Linked DNA regions of Sus scrofa: region 1 is linked to region 2. Evidence: chromatin contacts called from public Hi-C data. All regions are on one chromosome and are shown on one strand. The core of a region is the stretch at or near the end of the contact, and the rest is flanking DNA. Distances in the headings are between cores, read along the strand shown.

Region 1 (3,294 bases), core at 9-2,508, 420 kb before region 2:
GACTTGGAGAAATCCCTAATAGTGTAAGCTAATCAGAGTAATCCTTCTTTGCCTGGTCATGATTTGTTTAGAAAGGGACATGTGATTGGCCAAGTCTGGTCATATTTTGGGGGAAGTCAGTTTAGGTAGCTTCTGTGAAGTCTTCTTTGTATCTGAAAAGGTAGACACAGAAGGAAACTCCCCCTTCTCTTGGATAGCAGTATGTGTCTGATATGATGCCTTGCAGTGACTACAAAGGGAAATATGCAAAGGTCCATGTTGAGTCTGACAGAAGAGCTGGAAAGAGCTCAGGTGTTCTACCTGATGGTGTTGAGTAAAGATCAGTCACCTTGGAACTACCTTATTTTACTACTTTTTGTTCATGATGATAATAAGATATCAATAAAAAAACAGTAAAGATATTGTTTGACCCAGTTTGATGTGACATACTATTTTAGTTTAGGATAGCCCTAATATTAAAGAACAAACATATTTGTTAGTCTGTTGCACAGAAGAGTAGATATTTTTGGTGGTAGGCCAATTTAGATGTAATGATGAACCTGGTAATTGTGAGGTCACATTAAAATTATATTGCAGTCAAAGTTTCATAGATATTCTTATATTACTGAATGTTTTCATTGTGAACAAAACAGACTAAAGAATTTCTGTCATTGGACATTCCCTGTGGCACAGCAGGTTAAGGATCCAGCATTGTCACAGCTGTGGCACAGGCTGCAACTGTGGTGTGGGTTTGATCCCTGGCCTGGGAACTTCTGTATGCCAGAGGCATGGCCAAAGAAACATTTCTGTCATACAATAACTGATAGCACGTTTAACTACCCAGTTATTTAAGAATGAGCTTGTTATCAATTCTGACAGGGACCCTCTTCTTTCCACTTACAAAGTTAAAAATTGACTACCTTTAAAGGAATTGACATTGTTTTATTCTGAAATAACATTAGGTTATAAGCATGACTTTGTACATGTTTATCGAGGGCATGAAAATCTATTTATGCAGAAAAATTCCATGACTGAGACACATTAGAAACACCCTTTCCTTCTTTCAACAATAGAAACTTCTTTATAAAATTTTAGATAGCACTCTTTAATAGAGGAAACTAAAGAATATGAAAAATGTTGTAAACTATCTGAGTCATCACTTGGATTTGAAAATAGTTACTTTCAGTATTTTTGTCTCCACCCTTCTATGGTTTAGAAGAATGTGAATCATCATCTTTAGTATTTCCCAACGGTAGCTACTTTGAGGTGGAAGTTTGGCGTATGCAGTCCCAATTGGTGTTTGAAATAATTCATGTGCACTTCAGCTACTGATCTTACTGCCCTTGTGGGAATTCCGTGGATGGCTCATGTAATTATTGCTTATAAAGGTAAACATTGAGTAACCATAGCAACTTATTTTTAAATTGAAATTTTTCTTCCTTTGGTTTTTAAAGTACAGTAACTTGATACTATATTTATCTCAGTGTCACTCCATTGTAGAAACCAGAATGAATTGCAAATAACCTTTCCTCAGTTTTTTTTAAAGGAAAGCAGAAATTCAGCCTGTTTAAAATATGAATCGTATACACTACTACTTTGTAGTATTCAGCCTAAGTTGTCTTTGAGACAGTTGCTAAAAGATTATTCATTACATAAATAATAATGCAATGATATGTCAGAGAATGTGTTTCTCATGGGCCTGGTAAACATAAGTTACATGGCAGACATGCTGCTGGTTAGCATAAATTCCAGCCCCAAATTGTACTAATAGGTGATCAAGTAGGATATTTTTACAGGTAATACAATGTAAAAAACTTTAATTCATTCTGGCCTTTAGTCTGAATTATAAATACCTTTTTATGAAGAAAATAGTCTAACCTTAAAAAATACTGTCTAAATACAGTAGTACATATTTTATAATGAGGTAGGGCCCCCCCCCCCTTAGTTTTGATATACTGGGTATATTCTAAGAAACTACCCATATTGTTATGTTCAGTTTGTTAAAATTTGCTTTCATACTTTTCAAAGGAAACAGTTTTTTGTTTTTTAAGACTGAAGTCTGAAAACAGTCATTTCAATATTGACTTAGATCTTAAGTTCTCATTTATAACTCTTGAATCTACTCTCTTCCCAGAAAGCCCATTCCATTTCCTGTCTTCACTGAAACTCACTGTTTTCATAAGTACGTGCTTCTCCACAGGACTTCTCAAGTATAGCTAGCTGTCCCTTTGCTCACAGCCATTATATCCTAGGAAAATGTTTCTAGTCTTCATACCTATGAAAACATTCTCCAGAGCATATGGAAGTTCCTGGGCCAGGGATTGAATCTGAGCTGCAGATGTGACTTCTGCCACAACTGTGGCATCACTAGATCCTTCAACCCACTGCACCAGGCTGGGGATTGAACCTGCACCTCTGCAGCAACCCGTCCCACAATTGGATTCTTAATCACTTTGCACAGCAGGAACTCTTCCTCCCTCCTTCTCCTTTTTATGGACGCATGACATATGGAAATTCCCAGACCTGGGATTGAATCGAAACCGCAGCTGTGGCCTGTGCCACAGCCATGGCGATACCAGATCTGAGCCGCATCTGTGACTTTCACTGCAGCTAACAGCAATGCTGGATCCTTAACCCATTGAGCAAGGCCAGGAATCAAACTTGCATCCTCACAGAGACAATGTCTGGTCCTTAACCTGCTGAGGCAGAGTGGAATCTCTGAGATCTTTCTTTCTTCATGTTGGTATTTTTTTGGTATAAACTTCCCTCTTAGTACTTTTGCTACATCTGATGAGTTTTGGTATGTTATGTTTTCATTTTTGTCTCAAAATACTTTCTGACTTCCCTTTTGATACCTTCTTTGACTCACTGGTTGTTCAAGACTGTGTTTAATTTCCACATTTTCTAGTATTCCTTCTGCTGTGGATTATTAGTTTCTTCTCAAATTTATTAAAATTTACTTTGTGGCATAAGATGTCATCTATCCTGGAGAATGTTCTTTGCTTGCAAAGAGTGTATATTCTGTTGGTGTTGGGCAGAATGTTCTATATATGTCTTTTAGTTCTGTGACAGATATTTTAAGCTGATAAATTTAATCTCCTATAAAAACTGTAATTTCTTGCCACCTACCCTGTGTTATTGATGTCACCATTTACGTATTTTTGTATTTTGTGTCCATTAACACATTTTGTATTTATTTTTAATGTTTTTGACTTTTAACTTTTATACTAGAAATAAGCATTAAACACCACCATTATGGTATGATAGTGTTCTGCATTTGTTTACATGTTTACCATTTCCAGAAGGTTTTATTTT
Region 2 (3,766 bases), core at 25-2,524:
CTTCCAAGGTGTTGAGTCACCTCTGAGAGTTCCTCTCAGAAAAACAAGTCTTAACCAGCATTAGGGCTACCAGGATGGGAAGCCAGGAGTTTGTGAATCAGAGAGATGCTCAGTCAGCCAAGTCTTTACTCAGGACACAGAGTAGAAGGGCCCTCCCTCAACAGAGTCTGTAATCAAGGAGAAAAAGGAGACCCAGCATAATGACTATTTTCACATTCCTTATGTCTGCTGCTTCTGCTTCCAAACATAGACCAAGCTGTAACTTATTCTTGGCTCACAAATTCCAATTTTATTCCTCACCCACAAGGGACATGGTCCCGAGGAAAAGTCGGGGTAGTCCAGGTAACCTCAAAGGCAGACGAAAAGCTGGCACGAAGAGATGGAGGAGGAAGACTGATGCGGCGCAGAGGGGAATGCGGTTTCTGATGTTTGCAGTGGGGATGAAGCGCGGCGTTAGGGCGGCCAGAACCAAAACATACGAGAAAAGTGAGGACAACAGAAGAAAATGGAATAGGAGAGAGTGGAGGCAGCTCCCAAGCAAACGGGAAAAATCTTTGAATCGTGGAGATCCCCTAGTGGGTCGTGGTGGAGTGGGGGGCCTAGGGAAACGAGCTGAACCCTGATGTGGACTCGGCAACCTTTAGGCAGCAAGAGGGGTAGGTTCGGCACGCGGGAGGGCTGGACCTGGCAGGAAAGGGGGCCAATGGTCTTTGGAAGACGTGTTTGGGACCACGAGGCAGAGGAACAGGAGGGAGGGACGAAAAGTCTTGTTTGGGAAGAGTGAACCGGGAAAAAGCAAAATGTCCCTGCGGATCCGGGGAGATAGGAAGGGAACTGATGCTGGCAGGCTCCCCGGGCTACGGGATCGAGGTCGGCCTGTGGCGGCTGCGGGATGCGGACTCACAGCGGATGGTGTGGAAGGAGGCCCGCGGCCGATTCTCGAAGCTCTCCCCAAGCCGCAGGCGGTGCTCCTCGCGGTCCAGCAGAGGGTTGGCCGTCCCGTTCATGGCCCCGCACGGGCCGCGCGCCCGCCCCGGCGCCCTCCTGGCGCGCCCGCGGCCGGAGCTGCCGGCGCCTGAGTTCGAGGGAGCAGCGCTCCCGGGACAGCACCCCGGGGCGAGCGGAGAACCGAGCCGGTGCCCACCTGCGGCTGGAAATAAGTCCTGGCGTGCGCGTCGGGGCGGGGGACAACTGTGAGGAAGCGGGGCCGCGGAACTTCCGGCGCCGGGGAGGGACTTCCGGTCTCGAAGCGGAAGTGGCGGGGGCGGTGCCATGGCAAAAAGACTCCGCTGGGAGAAGCCCAATGCGAGGTGCTGCAGACTGGTTTGTCCAGCCGCTGGGTTTTACCGCGGTGGCTCCCAAATTCTACTCACGCGGTTGGGCCTGGGTGAGGGCTTAGCGCGCCCGGCGCCACCCTCCAGGGGAACCTAGGAACTGAAGACTGGGCGCTGGCGCGCGGCGGTCTCGGTGAACAGGGCTCCTCACAAGCGCTCACAGGTGCTCGTGGCCGGGCGGCCAGGTTATCCCCGGTGTCCTGGAACCCCACACCACGCGTCCCTGGGTCTCTTCCTTCCCTTTGCGCGGACGACTGCGCGAGGGCCTCAGTTCCTGGAAAGCGACGCCCCTCTGCTTCGTGAAACTCTGCGACTGAGGCCTCCCAGGCTTAGCTCCGTGTTCCTTGGAAACGGTGACACTGCTTCTGTCTGTGAATTGACCACCCTTCTCCAGTACCGGCAGCTGTTAAGTCGCCCCTTTCACGGGCACCGAACATTGACGAGTATCTTCCCCCAAAGGTTTCTTAGTTCTTGGGAGTGACTCTGTTCTAAACTAAAGCGATTTATTATAATAGTTGACTTATTCAGGTTTGAATTAGAGTTCTATGCGTGAGAGCGCCCTGGCAGCTGAATGTCAGCCCTCTGTAGGCAAGGGCAGTGTCTGGGTCTTCTTTATGACCTCTTTTCTTATAGCGGGGCAGGGTTTTGTGTAGGGTCGGCCACTAGTAAACATTTGGTGAATTGAACTGTTTGGTGAAAAAACTGTGTTAGAACCACTAACTCAGCATCTTTAAAACTGTTCCAGAACCCCCAACCAGAATCTCATTCTTTTTTCCTGCAAAACACCCGACGTTGCCTGAGGCCTGAACCCAAAGAGAGGGGCCGCATCTGAGAAAACTCTGCCTGTGTAGTATCTGCTTGAATTTCTCGGGTTATTCGCGAAGGGAGAATATCCAGCAGTGTTAAATATATTACCATCAACTTAGGAGATGGCTTCTTTGCAAAGGAAAGGGCTGCAGGCAAGGGTTCTCAGCTCTGAAGAAGAGGAAAAACTGAAAAGAGACCAGGCTTTAGTGTCTGATTTTAAACAGCAAAAACTGGAAAAAGAGGCTCAGAAAAACTGGGACCTTTTTTACAAAAGAAATAGCACTAATTTCTTCAAAGATAGACACTGGACCACCAGAGAGTTTGAGGAGCTCAGATCTTGTAGAGAGGTAAACTAATATTACGCCTTATTTGAACTGTCTTTCATTAAGAATGTGTGGAAGAGGGGTGTTTTATTGCATTCTCACGGGCAGTGTGAGGTAGAGAATATATGAAGCCTGTCAAAACGCTTCATAAGTTTTTGTACCTTAGAAATACACTGTTGGAGTTCCCGTCGTGGCGCAGTGGTTAACGAATCCATGAGAAACCATGAGGTTGCGGGTTCGATACCTGCCCTTGCTCAGTGGGTTAACGATCCGGCGTTGCCGTGAGCTGTGGTGTAGGTCGCAGACGCGGCTCGGATCCCACATTGCTGTGGCTCTGGCGTAGGCCGGTGGCTACAGCTCCGATTCGACCCCTAGCCTGGGAACCTCCATATGCCTCAGGAGCAGCCCAAGAAATGGCAAAAAGACAAAAAAGAAAAAGAAATACACTTTTTATCTCAAGGAGTTTTAGCAGTTCCTGGGCTTTAGTGGGCATTTTCTGTTTCTTTAAAGTTAATCCCAAAGTGGTAAATATTAAATTCATACCAAATGGTTTCAATGATAGCTTCAAAATAATAATGATGATGAACATTTTGCCACAGCCCTTTTCTAGAACTTTACCTGTGTTCTGTAATTGAAAGCTGGTGATAACACTGTGAAGTTTTTATTAGTATTATCCCCTCTTGCTGATGATTTTGAGGCACAGAGCTATTTAAGTGATTTGTCCAGCAGTAGAACACCAGGCAAGGGGAGGAGGCCAGATCTGAGTGTGGGTGGTTTAATTTCAGAGCATGTTCTGTTACTAATATAATGTGTCTTCTCCATACCAAACTGCCCAATATTGGACAACAAATGAGGTATCGGTATTAGCTTTCACTTATCACGACTCCACGACGACGGAAACTTTGTCTGTGTTTTAGACCTTTTAGTTTGTTTCTTCAGTGTGCAGGTGTAGTGTACTGTAAATCTGGATTCTCTTTCCTCAGTTTGAAGATCAAAAATTGACTATGCTTGAAGCTGGCTGTGGGGTTGGCAACTGTTTGTTCCCACTTTTAGAAGAAGATCCGAATATCTTTGCCTATGCCTGTGATTTTTCTCCAAGAGCAGTTGAATATGTCAAGGTTGGTGCAGCATCTATGTATTCTGTTATATTTCTGTTTTCTTAGACTTGTTGGACCTGCCTTCTACACCCGTTTGCCCAGTTCCAGTCCTCTCCCCGTAGTTAATCACCTCTGATCCCTGTGAATATAGTTTTCCGGTTTACATGCATATATAATACATGTAGAAACACAGCATTATTCAGAA

What was found. Hi-C and Micro-C count contacts between places; a contact is called where the count stands out from the background.
Region 1: a contact with region 2 is called in a Hi-C map of embryonic fibroblasts, with 6 times the contacts expected there. The contact joins the enhancer-like site here to the promoter of METTL6 in region 2. A contact is called at or near these places in 2 of 5 promoter capture datasets (fetal skeletal muscle and liver), 2 of 47 Hi-C or Micro-C datasets (both in embryonic fibroblasts) and 2 of 2 datasets of contacts at active chromatin or transcription factors (alveolar macrophages and skeletal muscle).

Annotation. Positions count from the first base shown.
Region 1 is chr13:3,069,950-3,073,243 of Sscrofa11.1, reverse strand. It overlaps a transcript of ANKRD28 not described here. Among named protein-coding and RNA genes, the nearest start is that of ANKRD28, 14 kb to the right of the region's middle. Within about 2 kb of position 1,258, at least 12 of the 83 cell types and tissues checked have an H3K27ac peak or open chromatin away from gene starts, as enhancers often do. A contact at or near this core is called in alveolar macrophages and embryonic fibroblasts, where this site is marked.
Region 2 is chr13:2,652,337-2,656,102 of Sscrofa11.1, reverse strand. It overlaps METTL6 (methyltransferase like 6), which reads left to right and starts at 1,274. Exons shown (of 5, transcript NM_001206446.1): 1 at 1,274-2,488; 2 at 3,448-3,582. The coding sequence starts at 2,264. It overlaps EAF1 (ELL associated factor 1), which reads right to left and starts at 1,274. Exons shown (of 6, transcript NM_001206456.1): 1 at 905-1,274. The coding sequence starts at 1,274.